Linked DNA regions of Rattus norvegicus: region 1 is linked to region 2. Evidence: chromatin contacts called from public Hi-C data. All regions are on one chromosome and are shown on one strand. Each heading gives the region's core, a stretch centred on a gene start, on an enhancer-like site or on the middle of the called end of the contact. The rest is flanking DNA. Distances are from core to core; before and after follow the strand shown. Region 1 overlaps Wasf2 (WASP family member 2). Region 2 holds the start of Wasf2 (WASP family member 2).

Evidence for each region. Hi-C and Micro-C count contacts between places; a contact is called where the count stands out from the background.
Region 1: a contact with region 2 is called in a Hi-C map of liver, with 2.3 times the contacts expected there. The contact joins the enhancer-like site here to the promoter of Wasf2 in region 2. A contact is called at or near these places in 4 of 12 Hi-C or Micro-C datasets (Schwann cells, kidney, liver and 1 more).

What each region holds. Positions count from the first base shown.
Region 1 is chr5:150,652,648-150,657,508 of GRCr8, reverse strand. The region is part of intron 1 of Wasf2 (WASP family member 2); the gene reads right to left. Among named protein-coding and RNA genes, the nearest start is that of Wasf2, 34 kb to the right of the region's middle. Within about 2 kb of position 1,263, at least 38 of the 93 cell types and tissues checked have an H3K27ac peak or open chromatin away from gene starts, as enhancers often do. A contact at or near this core is called in liver, where this site is marked.
Region 2 is chr5:150,619,125-150,623,823 of GRCr8, reverse strand. It overlaps Wasf2 (WASP family member 2), which reads right to left and starts at 3,091. Exons shown (of 9, transcript NM_001394051.1): 1 at 2,899-3,091.

The DNA of each region.
Region 1 (4,861 bases), core at 14-2,513, 36 kb before region 2:
AGTACAAAACTGGGCTAGAAAGATGGCCAGAGGTTAAGAGTATGCACTGTTCTTGTACTGGGATCTAAATTCAGTTCCTGGCATCCACACAAGGCAGTCTGGATGCCGATGCCATGATGGGATTCACATGTTGATGTGAGGCTGGAGGACAGGGTCTTTCAGAGCCCTCAGATGAGGAGCTTCAAGTGTGCACACTACAGTTTACAGGGAGTGTTTACATGCCACATTGGCTCAGGGAAAAGCCCAACTTTTGATTTCTGAACTTCCACAATCCTGGTGCCAACACCATGGGGTAGTTATGGGGTGACTGGTGAGGTGGTGAGGTTAGGGTGGAGGAATGTTGCATGTGAGAAGCAGCAGCAGCAGCAGCAGCAGGTCCCTACGCCACACTCTGCAGTCCTGTTCATTGCCCGTAGCAGCACTGATAGTCACTTTGAGCTGTTGATAATGAACAAGCAATGCTACCCTGATAACGGCTGCAGATCTCTGTGTCACATTCAGAAGGCAAGTGTGCGGGAGCCACGGCCGTAAGCATTGCAGGGAAAGGTTTCTCAAGGCAGTTCCTCTCTAAACAGCAGAAGGGGACGGGACATGTGGGGACACTGGGTCTGGGTAACTACAGCTTCTGCTTTCACTTCAGCTTTCCTCACTGCCCAGTTAACAGAGCTTTGAAAGGGGCAAACCAGTTCACTTTGTAGTTTCCTCTTGCAAAAGGCTTTGCTTAAAATTGTGCATTTCATCAGATTTAATGTTTTAGTAGCTGAGTTCAGACACAGGCCTATAATGCAGAAGGCAGAGGTAAGAATCCAAGGTCATCCTTGGCTACCTAAGACCCTGTCTCCATACCCACTTCCCTCCAGAAACCAATGTCCACTGAAAAGCCACCTGACTTCAAGCAACACAGTCACCAGCACAGTCCAGACTGGACAGTAAGATATTTAAAGTGCAAAAGTGCAACAGGGGGCAGGAGAGGTGGCTTTGTGGTTGAGAGCATTTGCTGCTCTTCCAAAGGACCTGAGTTTGACACCCAGCACCCACATGAGGATTCACACCTGTGTATAACTGTGAGACTGTGTGCATGGCGCACACGCACGCACACACACACCGACTTCTCCCTTTCTCTCAAAAAGCACAACTGTTGAATACAGCAGTCTCCATACTGTGAGGTGAGGACAAGGAAGAAAACTTCCTCAAAGGCTAAGGCACACCCCCCACTTCCTGCACACACAGGGTGGGGCTGAGCTGACAAATTTAGTCACTCTTTCCAAACACAAGGCATTACTGACAAATCAGGCTGGGTGACTGAAACAATGTCCAACAGAGACGGCAGGATAGAAACGTTCCGCGGTGGACAGAGAAAGCACGTTTATGAAAACCAAGCAAGAGAACTTAGGATCTAAGACCAAGAGAAATCTCCAACTTGATAAAGGAATGTCCTTTGGCCTAAATGCAGTCAACATAAAGAAGCTTCCTGTTTTAATTCGGCCCTCAGACACCTAGGAAACAGGATTTCTAAATTGTAGTAGTATACTCCGTGTGCACACTGTATGACCAGGAGCCATTCATACTTGCTAATTCCCCACGTTCTCCTATTCTTTGGAGGCGAGCCCACCTCTCATCCTTACCTTATTACTCTTTGAGCCTGAGTCACTGCTTTGCTCTTAAAATCAAGATTGGGGGATTATCTCCTTCTAGAAATTTCCCCCAATAAGTCACCAAAATTAGGCTCATTTTCAGGAGAGCAGGATCCACCTGGTTTCCCAAAAGATAATGCATTTATATTGTGAGTTAGAAACCTGGATCCTAATTCTTAATCTAATGATGACTGGAAATTGGGAATAAAATTTTAGTCTGTTTGGTTAGTTTAACTGTAAAAAAAAAAAAAAGATTCTCAGGAGATGCTATATGGAACCAAGACTCGTATTCTCAGCTCTGGAAAAAACATTTAGTTCTCTCATTCCTTTTATTTTTTTTATTTTTTAATTGAAAAAAAGATTTAATCATAGAGTATTTCTTGTATCTCTATTTTGTCCCAGTTCCTTTTCACAAAGTCACTTGTACATCAAAAGATGTAGAATATTGTCACTAATGATTTTCAGTTACAAACAGAAAGTTTACATTTCTAGTCTAACGTTAATTTCCAATAATATTTATATTGACAAAATGGTATGGTGTGAAATGCTTAAAGCTGCCCATCACCTAAATCAGCACCTTTTTGTCTGTTTTGGTTTTGAGCCAGGGTTTCGCTATGGAACTCATGGCTGGCCTGAACTCTCAGAGATCCATCTGCCTCTGTCCTGAGTGACTGGAGTAAAGTTATATGCAGCCACACCGGGCCCTAAGTTCCTAAGTTAGCCTTAATTAAATAAATATATAATGAATAGTTTCCCTCATCAACAGAAGAGTCTTTTTCCTAACGTTTGTGGAGACCAGATTCCTTTCAGCTGTCACCATCAATTAAACATTAAATTACACAAGAACCCCATCCATGCTCAGAACACTGTTTTAGAAAGAGGGCACGAGTCCCCAGCTCCAAAAAAAAGAACCAAAAAAAGAAAAAAAAAAAAAAAAAAAAAAAGAAAGAGGGCACGAGCCAGTGGAGGCAGGAAGTGGTATGGAATGCTAATTTCCAGGAATGACCTGTCTGTGCTCGTTTGGGTCTCACACCAGCAGGGGCTGGAGCCCCACAACTACTATCTGCACTGGCGGCTGAAGCCTCACACACTCCCACGTGTGCCATGACACGCGCACACACCCCCACCCACCCAAATAAATGTTTACAAAAGTATTTTTGGAGACAAGGTCTCTCTCTACATAGTCTTGGCTGGCCTGGGACTCACTATGCATACCAGGCTGGGCTGGAACTCAGATTCTCCTGCCTCTGCCTTCTGAGTGCTGGAATTAAAGGTATGTGTACCATCATGCCAGGGGAAAATAAACGTTTAAGACATTAAAGTAGTAGAAGGACTAACTAGAAATAGGGAGGCAGGGCTGGAGAGATGGCTCAGTGGTTAAGAGCACCCGACTAAGGGGTTGGGGATTTAGCTCAGTGGTAGAGCGCTTGCCTAGGAAGCACAAGGTCCTGGGTTCGGTCCCCAGCTCCGAAAAAAAAAAAAAAAAAGAGCACCCGACTACTCTTCCAGAGGTCCTGAGTTCAATTCCCAGCAACCACATGGTGGCTCACAACCATCTGTAATGAGATCTGATGCCCTCTTCTGGTGTGTCTGAAGAGAGTGATAGTGTACTCACATACATAAAATAAATAAATTTAAAAAAAAAATAGGGAGGCAATCAATCAAGTGTGAAAGAAATAAGAAAGGGGAAAGGGAAGGGAATATGATCAAGACACTTTACACGCATGTATGGAAGGGAATACAGTCAAGATACATTACAGGTATGCATGACAATGCCCTGACTCAGGGCTGGAGACAGAGCATGAGGACCTGAGTTCTCCAACAACTACAAAACAAGCTCGGTAGGGCAAAGAGCGCTCAACCTCACAATGGGGAGATAGTGGCAGATGGTCTCGAACTCCTAATCTACCTCTGCCTCCCAGAATCCAGGATTACAAGCACGTGCCACCACGTCTGGTTTATGTGGTGCTGGAGACTGACACCCCCCCCCCCCAGCTTCATGCTTACCAAGCAGGCGTTCCGCTGACTCCCTGACAGCCCCAGTCCACAGCTGGCTTTCATACAAGGCTTATCCCATTTTCCTTCCCTACTTTGGGTACAGCTAGTATGGTAGGTACTAAGATCCTTGGCTCATAGTAGAAGTAAGTATGGTATGGGGGTCAAACTCCCTCTTCACAGGGACTGAAGCGCCTTCTGAGATTAGACACAGAGGTGTGTGAAACAGAGGGAGGAGTTCATTAGGGCTGAACTGCCCATCAGCCACGGAATCTCACTCATCTGATCGACTGTCTAACCACTCACTTTAATCTCTGTGTGTCTCGCTCCTGTTCCAAGCTTCTCTATACAGTAACTGCTCCCTCTCTGGAAACGAACAGCCAAAAAAGTAACTGACTTCACACAACTGAGAAAGGCCACGGAGCAGAAGGCTGCAGCACAACAACAAAAAAGGAAATTCAGCAAAACGTTCTGCTGACAGCTCAGGGCACTACACAAACACACCGTGCGGCCATGGAACAAGCAGATGCAGCAGTCTGGAGATGTGACTGTACACCAGGAGAGAGGGAAGAGACCTAGCAATCACAGCTACCGCTGAGCAACAGGGAGCAGAATTATGGAGCAAACTGCCATGCAAGTCCATATCAACGATTCTATTCTGCCAGCCTGCAACAAGAATTCATTCCTGAAAAACTGTCACATACTCATCTGTCACACACAGCCAAGCCACCAGCAACTGACTAAGAGTCAGCAAAGGGCAGCTGTACATCTACTTCCCCTCACAAGGTCTAGTCATCACTCAAAGCATGGGGATTAGAGGAGAGCATCCTGAGCAGATGAAATGCATAAATACATAAATGCCGTTGGTTTACTTTGAAGTATCCAAACCTAACAAGCACCAGGGCGAAGCTGCAAGAACATGAACCTTAGGACACAGATGGGAGGTCCAGCTACCACCACCACATTTTACCTTTGATATTCTGGCCAGTTGGTCTAACCTCTCGGTCTGTTTCCCAACCTGATAAATTAACGATTCCTATTCTGTAAGATTATTATGAAGAAAAATAAAACACAGATATACAATGTATGATGCCGGGTTGGGGAGACAGCTCAGACCCCAGCATTCATGTAGAAGCCGGGTGTGGCAGCACAACCTGCATCCCAGTGATAGGAACGCAAAGACAGGAGGATCCCTGGGGCTAACTGGCCAGCCAGTCTAACCTAATGGGAGG
Region 2 (4,699 bases), core at 1,842-4,341:
TTCCAGGCAAGCCTGTGCTACAAGAGACCTTGTCTCAAAACACCAAGAAAAATAGAAAGAAAAGAAAAACTTTGACCCAGATTCCATCTATTAGCGATTATCCTGCGTTACACCAAGCATCACCCTGAAGGAACATCAGCTCTAGAATTCTGCAAACATAAATCTTTGAGTGTACAGAAAAGGTACTGCTTTTCTCAATAGCTACAGAAAATAAAGCAGAAAAAAAAACCCCACAAATTATTATTTATAAACAGGAGGAGGGCAGAGAGGACAGGTGATGTAACTCAGCTGTAAAATGTGTCTGCTTAGCAGAAACAATGGAGTTCCACTGGCAACACCACAAAGAGAAAAGGTGGGGGGGGGGTAATTTTACTTTATCAAAAACAAGTACAGAGAGAGTATTAAAATGCATACTTTGGTACCTAAGAGAAAACGCCCACTGTCTACATTTTAATTAAAGTAAAAGTTTTACATCACAGAAAAAAAGTTTTCTACATAACACTATTTTTCAGTCACTGAAACCAACTTTGCTATACACAGTATTTACTGTTTGAGTGTATTGCGTGTATGCGTGTGCAGCGTGCCTGCTGTCAGACGAAATCAGATCCTCGGGAACTAGAGTCACACACATTCGCACAAAGATATACACACATGCAGACTATTAAAAACAAAATGCTAGAGAGATGGCTCAGCAGGCAAGAGCACTTGTTGTTCTGTCTGAGAACCGAAGTTACCATGGGGGTCATATGATTCACAACCATTCAAAAGAGAAACCTTAAATGTCAAAAACCGAGTAGGGTGTGCTAATGCTTGCTGCCTGTAATCCCAACATTCGAGAGTCTGACGCAGGAAAACACCGGGGACAAGGCAAGCCTGAGTTACATAGGAAAGCCCAGACTCAACATAAATAAATAAATAAATAAACAAACAAACAAACAAACAGCAACATTAAAAAGAAATTAACAACATAGTTATAAATAAATGGGCAAACATATTTTTCAAGTGATGGTGGCTTTGCACCCTCTAGTAGCAAAGTCAGATTATGTTAAAACCCAGAGTTCAATCGCATTAAAACTCAAAGTCTGGGAGGGATGAGGGGAACAGTGAACCAACAGTGAGGACTCAATGAAATGTCCCTTAATTGCTCATCGTGGAGGATTTAAGACCTAAAGTTACTTCACTCTAGATTCTAAAATCTAGAAAAGCATTCTCAATGTCCAGCCAATTCAACGGCCTTTTTCTGGGCAAGCAGAGCCTTCCACATGGCCCGGGACAGTCCTTACAGCTCCCTGACAGGAAGCAGGCTTTAGAAGTCCTTTCCTTCCTTCCTCCTTTAGCTGCTGCTTTTCTGGTTTTAGAATTTCAAACAAAGAAAATACATATTGGCTGCACAGCTAAGAAACGCCCTCTTTCTCTGCAACTTCCTCCTCGGATTTTCCTCCCTAACACTGACATATGAGAACAATACCCACAGCTGGACCTGCTATTTTGATTAACCCAAAGTTCTTGGGGTTTGGAAAACTTAAGGGCTAAGGTACCCAGCCTACTCCTACTCAAAGTCCACCACCTTCACTCATCTACAAGATAAGCAAAGTACAAAGAAAGAAATGCTAACACGGGCAGGCTATTGAAACTTTCACCCCAAGGAACCCAAAGAAATTATACTAGCAGACGGGTAAATTTCCCCTCCGAATAAAACGTAGCTTTCTTACAGAGGAGAGAAAGACACCCTGATGACGACACCCTGAGCCAAAACTCAAATTGCTGACCTTTCTTCAGCAGGACACCTGGCCGGGACTCAAACTGAATCCTCTGCTGCTCTGACACACTTCAAAGTGACTTTTAACACTTAGAAATGGCCCTTTCTAAGTCACAGAGCGAGAAAAGGAGATGGACTTATAATCAATAATCCTGAGCTCAAGACCTGGCCTGTCTCCACACCAAAGATCTCTGGGCTAGACCCCTCCCTCCATTTATGACAAAGCAAACTTTTATTAAGAGAACAGTGACTTATCCCTGCCCCGGTGCTTCCCAGAGGAAACACCCTCACGTTAGTAAGCGCCACACAGTACTGTGTCACCCTGAGCAAAGTTACTTCCCTGAAAAAGACTGGGCTTCCTCACCTGCAAACTTACAAGGACAGCTGTATACCTAAGGTTTGGCACATAGTAGGACAACCATTAACATTTCCCTTGGCTTTCTTCCTCTTCAGGGCTGGACTTAAAAATGCCAAGAGTTATCCCAAAGGCTCCAAGAATTTCCTCATCATCTCTGAATCTATGAACGGCTGTATAAAATTTTCTCATCTCAAAGGACCAAAGGACTTGGCCCTACCCCCTCACGTTCTGGTTAGCACCCAGGCTTTGGTACAAGTGGCCCATAAACCAAGGCTCCTCTCTCTTTAGGGCCCATTCTGGGCACACGTGCACACGCTCACACATTATATAGTGTCCTACTCCCAGCTTAGCAGCCAGGGTCCTCGAAAAGCTCTTCAATTACTTTATGGTCCAAATATGGAAACTGAGGCTCAGCCTGGAGAAGAACTTGTCCAAGAGCTCGGGGAGCTGCTGGGACCCAATTCACATCCTTCACATCCTTCGGTGAAGTCTTTTTTTACAAATGGTAAACTGAGGCCCAAAGACGGAAGTGATTTGCTCAAGAGCACACAGTGGGTTGGTGGCAGGGCCACAGGTCGTCACACTTTCGCCGACCCTCCCTAGTCTCCAAAGGGCAGTCTGGGTCACCATCACCCCCGAGGTGTCGCCACAGAGCTGACAGCCCGATTGCCCCTAAGAGCGGCAGTCAGAGCAGACACAGGACGCCCTGGGACCCTGCAGGGGCGGCCGGGCAGGCGCTCGCGTCTCAAGCGGGGCGCGCCCAGGGGGACTTGTTGCTCACCTGACTTCGCGCAGTCGCCCTCAACGACATGAAGGGCTGGGCAGCCGGTCCCTGTCCCCACGGAGTACGCTCCAGCCCACCGCTTTGCGGGCTGCTACACAGCCGGACGCCCCCCTCAGCGCGCTACGCCCCCAACCGCACTCCACCGGCCTGAGTCCGCCATTACACGATTTCCCCGCCCCGGGACGCAGCCACACCCCGCCAACCGTTCTGATTGGCTCCCTGTCCCACCGGCCCTGGTCTTCCACCTATCCCATTGGTCTGAATCCAATGCCAATTAAATAAGTACGCAAAAGACGTATTCAAAGGTAGTGTCCCGGGAACTCCACCCGAGCGACTTCCGCAATCGGAGTAAACAGAGGCGAGGGCAAACCAAGTGAAGTGGAGATGGGAATAAAGGTAAATCGACGCCCAAGTTAGAGTACAAAAATAATCAGCTTAGTAAATGAAAGACCTCGTCTAACATGTGTTGAAAGACAAATTATTTTTATTAGAATCCAGGCATCCAGTATTTTTTATGTAAGGAACAGGCCGAGCCTATGAACTTTATGTGGACACCCCTCAAGTTGTAGATAGTTCTGTCCCTTCACGCTGTGTCCTAAGCAGAACCGAAAGTCGGGTGGGGGAGAGTGAGTCATAGGCTTCAGCTCACCCCGACTGATAGGTCTTTGAGTGAAGCTTGCATCCTGAGTTTGGGAACTAATTCTGAGAGGCCACTGTCGGGTGAGCCAAACACCTGTCACTTTGCTCTGCAACTTCAAACCACTTCTGCCTACCTAGTTCTCACTTTGTTCTACAAAATAAAGTAGGTGCAGTAGATCTCCCAGTCCATGAAGGTGAGAAGTATGAGAATACACGCCCAAGTGGCTTATTGAATGCAAAATGCTGTAGCTGAGTGACAATGTGACAAATCCAGTTTAGCACCTTTAATATACCAGAGCCATCTCTATAGAGCAGGTATTAGCCTCTTACGGAAGAATAGATCTTAGGCAGGCTCTGTTACGGACACGTCTGCCGCGCTCTTGGCACTGTACTACTAAACTTACTTTTAGAAAGGGTGCACGGTGTGAGGGAGTCAGGTGGGGGACACGACACGACACGGCTCAGTCAGTAAAGTACTACTTTGAAAGCATGAGGACCTGAGTTGGAGAACTCAGATTCGAAACAAAACAGGCCGACTGTAATACTAGAGCTGGGGAGGCAGAGACAGGAAGAGCTCTAGAGCTCACAGGCCCAGCCAGCCTAGTCTGCTCCTGCAGTCCAGGCCAATGAGAGAGCCTGTTACAAAAGCCAAGGTAGAGGGGTTGGGGATTTAGCTCAGTGGTAGAGCGCTTGCCTAGGAAGCGCAAGGCCCTGGATTCGGTCCCCAGCTCCGAAAAAAAGAACCAAAAAAAAAAGCCAAGGTAGAAGTTGCCTGAAGAACAGTACCTGAGGTGATTCTCTGGCTGGCACAGGTTAAACCCTCACCTACAGCATGCACACTGGCCTGCACCCTCACACGCAACATGCACACACACACACACACACACACACACACACACACACACACACACACACACACACACACAACACCCTGAGTACATGATAAAATTTCCCCACAATTGGAAATGACCACAGAACTCAAACCTACCCCACTTAGCATCTGTTCCTGTATTTCTTACTCTGTGACATCTTGTCACCTGAAAATAGGTTTTTCTCATCCGGTTAGCAGGCTAGGATGGTCCTAAGGATGCTGGGTAACTGTTTCTTTCACTCTGGTCACTGTGAACTTGAGTCTCCGGCTACCCACCAGCTAGACCAA